Linked DNA regions of Zea mays: region 1 is linked to region 2. The links are chromatin contacts, called in public Hi-C maps. All regions are on one chromosome and are shown on one strand. Each heading gives the region's core, a stretch centred on a gene start, on an enhancer-like site or on the middle of the called end of the contact. The rest is flanking DNA. Distances are from core to core; before and after follow the strand shown. Region 1 holds the start of LOC103627701 (DExH-box ATP-dependent RNA helicase DExH15 chloroplastic). Region 2 overlaps LOC100285069 (endoglucanase 1).

Region 1 (4,659 bases), core at 1,175-3,674, 140 kb before region 2:
AGGCTAGCAATAATTTTATTTAACGTCAAAAGTATCTACTGCGAATGGTTCTCGTCATAAAGCTTCTACAATATTTGTATAATTAAAAATGGCAAACTGCAAAACTGGTATGTAGAGTGAGCATCTGCAGCCATCCATGTTAATCATTCTATATCACTCTAAAATACCTTTGGTACAGCATGTTACGTAAAATCTCTGTTGTCATGATTAGGATCTGAGCATCTTTGTTGATAGCAGAATCTCCTGTAAGAAGGCCAACATTATGATCACCGAAGGTATTCCTGAAATAATTGTACAACCGATTGTGTTAAAAATGAATTTACTCGATAAATGGTTTATTTTTATGGATTGAGTAGTAAACTTGCAAAAGGTAGAAGAATCAAAAAACAACATTTTACCGGAAATCACGGAACTTCTGGTTTGACAATGCCTTTAATGGTGTTGTGTAGAAGAGACGCCTTCCTCTTGCTACTGTTGCAACTGCTGCAGCTTCTGCTATTAATGTTTTCCCACTACTTGTAGGTGCAGAAACTACAACAGATGAACCTCTTAAAAATGCTTGTATAGCCAAGCGCTACAACAAGATAGGAAACAGGGTAAGAAAAGCATAGTACAATAACTTGTGGACCTTGGATAACGCTACAAATGCTTAAATTTTGGAACATATATCTCCTGAATGATCAGATTTACATTCAGCGAAAAAAACATATCCGACTTGCAGACAATTTATTGCTGAAAGAGGGAACGTGTATGTTATCTTTCCAATCACAATGCCTGGTAACTAAGTTATAATTTAGAAACTTAGTTCAAATATAATTGAAAACCGTTAAACCAACTCAAGTTTTTAAATCAGTAAAGTACTACATTTTATGAAGACATGCCAGTTCTTTTTGTTGCTTGCATAGTTAGGCTATGTTTAGCAGCGTGCCGAAAGGGGCTCGGATGCATTTTTTGCGTGCCCACGTTCCATTATTTACCTTCCAGCAGAACGCGGATGAGGACGTGCAAAATAAGCGCTCGGCCTCCTGGTACCCTTTATCTACGGGCTTCTCACCCCTCTACGGGTCTATATGCGCATCCGCATGTGCGCTCTGCTGGAAACAACTTTTTGTGCGCGCTCACATTCAACTCGCACGCCTACTATGCGCTCACAAAACATCCCAAGAGTAGCTTGTCCCAAACAATGTCATCAGAAATCAGTCAAAATAGTGAAAGTTTTGTTCCCGGGAAAGGTGATGGAACAATGAGACCGCCATGGTCCCATCTGACCCCCCCACCCACAAAAAAAACAATATTACCATGTAGACAAGCCCCTCTCCCAAAAAAACATATTGCCAAAAAAACACCCAAGGAATGGCTCGAAAAGAAGTAGATCCACCCAAATTAGGAATTTCTTTCTTTGGAACACAAATTTGAGTGCTTAAGGAGTGTTTGGTTTCTATGGACTAATTTTTAGTCCTACAATTTTATTCCATTTTAGTCCCTGAGTTACCAGATACCGAAATTAAAACTCAATTTTAGTTTTTGTATTTGACAATTTAGAGACTAAAATGAAATATAATCTAAAAATTAGTACCTACAAACCAAACACCCCTAAATTAGATAGTGTGCTGCAGGCCTGCAGAGAAGAACTACCTTTACCTTATCGTTACAAAATACGAATTACACGTGTGAGAGATCTTCCACAAAAATATCAAAACTACATTTAACTTTACCGACCCAGCATTGGATGGAGTTGCACAGTTCAACAAATAGAATCAGGGCTAGCCCACCGAGTCAGGAACCAAAACGATACCTGAAACTTGTCGATGGGGAAGTCGTAGATCCCGGCGAGCTCGTTGTAGTCGATGACGTCCTCCCCGAACTCCCGCACCTCGGCGACCAGCTTCGCCACCCGCCGCGACTTATACTCCTCCGAGTCCCGCCTCCGCGCTGCGGTATCCTCCCGCTTGTCCTCGTCCTCCCCCGCCTCTTCCTCGTACTCACCACCGCTCTCCTCGTCCACCGCCTCCTCATCGCCCTCATCTCCCTCATCCCCGTCCTCGAAATCGTCGTCGTATTCATCGTCTACGTTGCGGATGGTTGTCTCGTCGTCCTCGTCGTCATCCACGTCAACCTCCTCATCCTCGTCGTCGCCGGAAACCGAAGCGGCGGCGCGGGACGGCGAGCGCGCCGAGGCGAGGTGGAACTTACAGGCGCGGGAGGGGAGGAGGGGAGGAAGAGGTGGCGTCTGGGTTGGCGATAGCGCGTGGCGGGAGACGGTCGGGAGCGGGAGGAGGAGCAGGCGGGGGGCGATGCAGTGCATGGCGGGAGGTGCGGTGCTTCGGTGTAGAAGAGCCCTTAGAGCCGGGGAGGGGGAGAGGCGGGGAGGAAACGAGATAAAGTTTCGGATTTCTTTGTTTTAAAGTTCAGATGGCAGCACATAATACGTCAAAGGAGTTGTTTGCCATTATAATACCCCAACATGCTGCTTCGCCACATTGGTACTCCAAATAAGATACACGATCAGAATGGTACATTGGTTTCTCTTTCGTTTGGAATAACCATGACCATGAGTATAGATGGACAATAAGCACGAGGTCCGCTAGTGGCACGAAGCCCACTGTTTAGGTCTGATCCGAGCCCGGCATGGTCCGGTTCTATGCGGGCTCGGACCGAGCTCGGACAGGAAACTAAACACGGTGGGCTAGCTCAGCACGGTCTGTTTACATCTAAGCCCGCTTTTTTGCACTAAACCGTGCTTACCATCCCGTTTTTTTCGTGCTTACCGGTTTGGCCCGGCCCGTTTAGGCCCGCTGTGGACCAGGCTCGGACGGGGAAATGAGTCCACGGCCTTCCGGCCCGTTTTTTTAACCGTGCCTGGCGGGCTAGGCCCAAAACGGGCCGGGCAGCCCGTTTGTCCATCTCTACTCATGAGTGAGGGCAACGACTAATATACAAGCAAGTACTAGGTGTAAACGTGTAAGCAATTTTTTAGTCTGTTAGATCTATATACAATGATAAATACAAATTGTGGTTTGTTAAGGGTTTTTATAAAGCTATACCAGGTGGTGGTGAAAAGTTTAAGCGATAAATATAACATACTATTGGATCTATATTTAACGGATTAAAATATCTGTTTGCATGCTTACATCTAGTAGTTGTTTGCGTATTAGTCGTGCCCCATGAGTGAGATGGTGCGTTCAAGCTACATGCTCTGTCGCTTTGCAACACCACTGCCGAGTCGTACGCGTGTCGCTTCATCGAGACGGTCAAGCTCCGACAGGAGCGTGTGCGCTGAGGTGAGTCGTGTACTCGTGTTCCCCCAAGCCCTCAGCGAGCTGCACGGCCACTCCGGGGTCGCGCAGGCTGTGCGGCCTCGTCTACCCGTCCCGCGGCATGGGTGTCGCCAACGCCGGACTCGTCTACTTCAATGGCCGCCTGCTTGCCATGTACGAGGATGACCTCCGCACCGTCGGCCGCTACGACTTCGACAGTAAGCTCACTTCTTACTGTTTAGGGACAGTGGGATGCGGGGGCGACGAAGGGAACGGGGTTATGGCGGAGGCGACGGTGCTCGGACATGAGGGAGGAGGAGAGCACTAGCGTGTGCGCACTTGAATCTGGAACCAGAGAGAAGGGATAAAAACGGCAGATCGTATATCTTGTGCATGAGGAGCTCACTCAGACCTAGTTTTGGTACTCTAATATTAAAATCAATGCATGTATATTAAGTTGGATTGAGATATAACTTAAACTAATTTACACCACAATCTATTATAGCACACGTGAATTATAGCCAATACTAGAATACACAAATAAAGCCTCACGGGTGTGGTTATACTTATACCAGAAGGAAGAGGACATGTCTTCAAAGTATCATCCTGGAGTATATCGCATTCGAAGTACCAATATGGTGAGAAATATCATCTTGCAGTATATCGCATTCGAAGTACCAATACGGTGAAGCGGCATGTTCAGGGTATTATAATGACAATAGAATGGGTTAATCGTTTATATTATCCTTCCTAACAACGCGCCAAAATATTTTGATGACACGTTTGGTCAAAGACAGTGACGAACGTGGGACTAAAATTAAAGAGATGTTAGTGTAACAAAAAATAGCATATATAACACTTTAATAGTAATAAAACATTATGTAACATGACGCTAAGTTACTACTTACTAGCCATGAGTAGTAACAGCCGGTAGTATGCATTCTACGATTAATCATGGTTTAAGAATGTTTGCTGATTATATTATCATTAAGGCTTCTAAATATTTTTGTTAGGTGGTACGAAGGACCAGCAGCATGTAGGGGTGCGCTAGTCCTGGTTGACCCTCTGTCCCTTTAATGGGTCTGCCACTGGTGAAAGGTACCTGAAAAGAGGAAGCTAAGGTTGATGAGGTTGATATAGTAGGTTATTATGTTAGAAAATCATAAAGATAAGGTTGTGAACTTTTAAAAGGACATTTAGATAAATTATTTTATTTATTATTTAGATTAAAAATATTTTTAAAATATTTAAATTTATATTATAAACTAGAGCTCCACGCTAAAGATGGAAACTGGAGCGGTACCAAACACCAAGCCGGTCTTTTCGTCCTTAAACCTTATTTGGATACTCTTGTATTCACCTTAATCTATATGCATTGAGGTGGATTATGGTGTAAATTAGT
Region 2 (5,014 bases), core at 656-3,155:
ACCAATCTGTACTCCCTAGCAGCGGCAGCTAGGGGAGGAGAGGGGAAGAAGAAATGCTCTGATGCCATGTTGGAGTGAATGAAAACCCTAATTGATAGATGGGCTACCGTATTACAAGTATTACATACAGTCTACCCTTAATGGGCTGGTCTCTAGGCCCATAGTGCACACACACAATTAGTCTAACAAGTAGTGCCTCTATTCATGCTTGAGTTCTGCAAACTGATATGTCATTAACTGTTTCTCACACTTTAACACTTACGTCTTTGGTATTCTTACAATTACAACTTGTATGCATCACATACGTGCAGGCATAGTATATTTCTAGTATTTCTCATGCTGCTTTATCATTTGTTTGCTTCTTTTCACTCACAATGTGCCCTTGTTTGCTTAAGGCTAGTGTTTTTATGCAAATTGAATTGAAATTCAACTTTCAACTGCCTAACTACATATCTTGAACCACATCTGCTAAGTTCAATCTTCAATGTCAATCTTGTTCCATAAACCCCTAATCCCTCTGGATCTGATTGTAGATGAATATTCACTCTTTTGAATATTTGCAAACTTTGTTCCAGAAGTATTCTTCTTGTTGTTTGTTCCAGAAGTCTGTTAAAACTGCAGTCTTCTTTTACTTGTGCACTTCACCTTTTCCTTTTGTTGCACTTCGTGCTCCTGTATGGTGACTGTTGAAAGGTGTTACTAGTATTTTAAAGTACTTAGAAGAAAATGTTTTGTTCCAGTGTTATTTCATCTTAATAATTCATTGCTGAGTCAATTACATTTTCTCACTTCTAGTGCACAAAGCAATGCAAAGATCGAAGAGCTACTCCAAGAGGACCACAATGCTAAACGTAGGCGGGAAAAATACCAAAAACAATCATCCCTCTTGTCAAAGCTCACTCGCCAACTCAGCATTCATGACAATAGAGCAGCTTCATATGGGAACGATAGTTCTGGAGCTGGTAAGTTCTATACTTCAAACAAGAACATTTTTCATTGTAGTCCACAAATGTGTAGTATAATGAGCTAGTAACAGTATGATGCTTAGTTCATAAGTTCACGTGCAGTTTCTAGAACCCCAGCTAACTAGTTAGATACCTAGATCGATATTGCTTGTTGTAAATATGTGGACCAGTTGTACTTTCCATTTATTGTAGTTTTTTTTTTTTTTTGCCTTTTGGGTATTAATTGAGGAGCCTAACCTCGTGTGGACATAAATGTACTTGCAGAGGGTAGCCCCCGGTCTCCTGGCCACTCTGGTGAGGATTGGAAGTCTGCCTTCGACTCAGCAACAAATGGCTCTGTTGACCGGTCCAGTTCACAGCATGAGACAAGGTCAAAAAGTGCTGACAGTCGAGGCCGGCGCCATGAAAACGGGGATGCCAACTCTGGCAGCCGACGCACACCTAACCGGTTGCCACCGGCACCACCAAATGGGGGGAGATACTAAGTATGTTGATTGATCATTACCTGTGACCAATCATCATCATATGCTCTTGCCAGGTTCTCATCCTCTACTGATACTGGTTATTGGTGGAAGAAAACATATGGGACCGGAGAACGGAAAGCTTACTGGAAGATTTGGATGGACGGTGTGTATCAAGAGAACCAAAGTTGTTTATAGAAAATTAGAATCATATAGGTCATTGATGATTGTCATTTCCCGATCGTTTTGGTGTATTTGATCTTTTGGATCCTCATTGCCAGTGGGATTTTGTTGCCACGGATCAGTTAATTTTGGTTTTGTACGCTTCTTCTGTAAGTCTCCCCATCAAACTGGCAAATGTATTCTTTACACACAGTCATGTATCGTTGTTCTTCCCATTCTTTTAGACTGAACCACATGTTCAGTGGTTGTGCCATACTGCTGTATGATTATATTGTACAATTCATTATTGGGCTGGAGTACACACATGCTTGTTGATACGGCCCACATGTTCATATTGGGCTCTATGTGGGTAATGGGGCATCTGAACTGTGGCATAATATTTTGTGTAGCTTCGATTGCGATTCTTCGGACGCAAGAGCAGGTGATCTCGCTTCACTGTTTCCTAGTTTACTATATATATGATTAAGAAAGCTGTATCAAAGGCGGACCAAGATTTGTTGTTTTATGTTGCTGCTCTTAGAGAAAGGACAGCAATCATGTGAAAGCATCATTATTTCCATTCTTTTGAGGTCTAACCATGTGTTTTATGCCTGTGCTTCGTGTTATGCAGCTGGTCTAGTGACCTTATGGTGCCAGATTGGCATTGAAAACTCGGCAGCGCCCGGTTAGCCGAAGATAACGTGCTCTTTGTCAAGCTGGACTGCACGAATGAAGAATCTCCGACGGAAAGGTACAGACAAGAACGACCAATAAGTTAAGAATGCCATTTCTTTCCCTCGTATGTACTGGTAGTGGATTTACATTTGCACATGTCGATGCCTCTACCTTTTCTTTTGTATACAATAACCTGGATCTGTGTAAAATGAAATTCAGAGCCCAACAAAAAATGAACCAAAGAATGGGGAAAATTGTACAGCCCCCCCTCTACATTCCTATCTATTTACACATCGGCCGCTGCAGACGTGACGGGCGCCGGCGCCGGCGCCGGCGTCGGCCCCTGTTCCCGCTCCTGCCGCGCCAACCGGTGCAGCTTGGCGAACATGCCGACCATCGGGGCCGTGTTGTACGTGCAGGCCTCCGTCTGCATGTAGTTCTCCCGGTTGTCCCTGAACCTGTCCCGCCGGTCCGGCCCGCCGACGATGGCGCCGACGAGCACGTTGGGGTTGGAGCTCCGGCGGCCGAACCAGTGGTCGAAGCCCTGCGTGCAGCCGATGAACTCCTTGCTGTGCTTGTACGGCACGATGGACGCGGCGCGGTGGTGCACCCGGCTGGGGTACTTGGGGCCGTAGCCGACGAGGTAGCTGACGCCCCTGGGGTTGGTGCCGAGCACGTAGTCCACCTGCGCCCTGGCGAGCGCGGCCACCTCCCGGGCCGCCACGGTCTCGCCGCCCGCGCACGACACGGTCCGGACGCCGGCCTCGGCCAGGTAGTCGGAGTAGGCGGAGAGCAGGAACGCGGCGCTGGTCACGTACTGCATGTTGTTCCACTGCCGGACGTAGAGCATCCCGCCGGGGCTGCGCTCCACGTTGGCGTCCGCGCCGCCTTCCGTGTTCCGGCCCAGGCACGCGCACACGTAGCGCTCCGCCTTGGCCCTGTACCGCTCCAGCGTGCTCCGGTGGCGCGTCGCGTGCTCCCCTCTCAGCAGCAACTGAAACAAGTACGGACGCACGTGTCAGTGAGTCAGTCCCGCGATCGACTCTTTTAATAATTTGTGTGTGCTGGGTTGCTGGCATTATTGTCACTTATGCCTTACCCTTGCTGCTAGGATCTGGACGCCGGCGTACTTGACGTCCCAGCTGAACTCGTTGATGGCCCAGCCGGTGCCGCCGAAGCTGTCGGCATTGTCGACGACGTAGTCGAGGTAGTCAGCCCTGCCGGTGGCGCGGTGGAGCCACAGGGCGGCCCACAGGAGCTCGTCCTTGTACCCGCTCACGGACGCGTAGTAGCTCTTCACCTCAGCGATGCTGCTGTCGTATTTGCCCCTGTACTTGTCGGCGAACTCGAACAGCTGCAGGGACACCAAAAGAGAGATGGTTCATTCAGGTAACGTGCAGGCTAATTATTCAACGAAAGCTGGTCTCTCTCATAATTGGCATGGGAAAAAGACAGAAGAGAAGGAAAAAAAGACGGTTCCTACTTAAAACCCTAAACTAGACGAAAAGAAAAAAAAACAACAAGGAGTGGTTGAATTAGCAAGCACATGCTGGCTGACGTTTACATTTCTTAGTTTCGAAGCAGTTTATGCGATGGAACTGGCGACCTAATCATGGAAACCGCGAGGCTTTCCACGTCCACCACCAGACGGTAGCTCCCTTTGTGTTTTTTTTTTCTCCGTTCCTTTTTTTCGCGTTAGGTTGCGCGCGCGCCGGCTCCCCGGCGGCCCCACATGGCATCCCCGGCGAACCGACAGAAACCCCTCATCTGAAAAACGTCGTGCTCACAACTTGGCATGTGCCGCGGAGGAAGGAGAGAGGCCTGCCTGACACAACGCAAGTGAAAGGAAGAACACGCCTGCAGGCACGTCTAGCTTGACTACAGCAGCACACGCAGCAGCCTGCAGATAGACAGGTGCTCGATCGCAACAGTCCAAAGTTGGGTACGCCGTACCGGACGCGTACTGCCGCTACTACTAGTCCAGCACATTTCCAGCCCATGTTTTTTTTCCCCGAGTAATAAACTTGCACGAACCATATAGCAACAAACACCGTACCATGACTGCTGTATCTAGTACTACGTACCTGCTGGGCGTGGTGCAGGAGCAGGTGCGCGTAGTGCGGGTTGGAGTCGCGGAAGACGATGGACGCGGCCGCCATGGCCGCCGCGGTCTCGCCGGCGACGTCGGAGCCCGGGTGGTCCCGGTCGACCTTGTACGCCTGCCGCGACGTCGTCATGTCCTCCGGCCGCTGCCAGCAGTAGTGGTCCGTGTCGCCGTCGCCCACCTGCACGAAATCGTACGTCAGCACTTTGCAAATGAATGGGGGTCGACCGATGCGCATGCCATGTGGATGGAACCGCACAACTTTTTTTTCGTACGTTCGATGGGTGGGCCACCTAACCTGGTTGTTGTTATTCGCCAGAGAGAAATATATATACTATAGTTGCGGCGGGTTGGAATGTTTGGGGGAAACGAATGAAGAAACCGGTGACTAATAAACTAGTAGTACTCGTATACAAGCGATAGTTGAATTGGTTTGTAGCTAGCTTCATCATGTTGTGTAACAGCTAGCTTTCGCACGAGGCCAAGTCACAGCGAACTGGTCTCTCTTTCTCTCTCGGCATGGGCATGGGCAGCATGACCAGGTGAGATTTCACGCGGTGTGTGGATGCATGGTGCAAGTACTGTAGTGTTGATGATTACCTCAGCCCACAGCTCATCGGGCCTGGTGTGCGCCTTGACGAAGTAGT

Evidence for each region. A called contact is a pair of places that touch in the nucleus more often than the background predicts.
Region 1: a Hi-C map of leaf shows a contact between it and region 2, with 4 times the contacts expected there. The contact joins the promoter of LOC103627701 here to the enhancer-like site in region 2. A contact is called at or near these places in 9 of 25 Hi-C or Micro-C datasets (bundle sheath, ear, leaf and 2 more).

What each region holds. Positions count from the first base shown.
Region 1 is chr5:213,928,129-213,932,787 of Zm-B73-REFERENCE-NAM-5.0, reverse strand. LOC103627701 (DExH-box ATP-dependent RNA helicase DExH15 chloroplastic) reads right to left here and starts at 2,424. Exons shown (of 16, transcript XM_008648000.3): 1 at 1,796-2,424; 2 at 399-574; 3 at 168-281. The coding sequence starts at 2,305.
Region 2 is chr5:213,783,107-213,788,120 of Zm-B73-REFERENCE-NAM-5.0, reverse strand. It overlaps LOC100285069 (endoglucanase 1), which reads right to left. Exons shown (of 5, transcript NM_001157964.2): 2 at 4,968-5,014; 3 at 4,348-4,548; 4 at 3,363-3,617; 5 at 2,352-3,257. The coding sequence ends at 2,550. It overlaps LOC103627697 (dynamin-2A), which reads left to right. Exons shown (of 22, transcript XM_008647997.2): 21 at 796-962; 22 at 1,230-1,926. The coding sequence ends at 1,450. Among protein-coding and RNA genes, the nearest start is that of LOC100285069, 3.4 kb to the right of the region's middle. Within about 2 kb of position 1,905, at least 12 of the 20 cell types and tissues checked have an H3K27ac peak or open chromatin away from gene starts, as enhancers often do. A contact at or near this core is called in ear, leaf, seedling and 1 more, where this site is marked.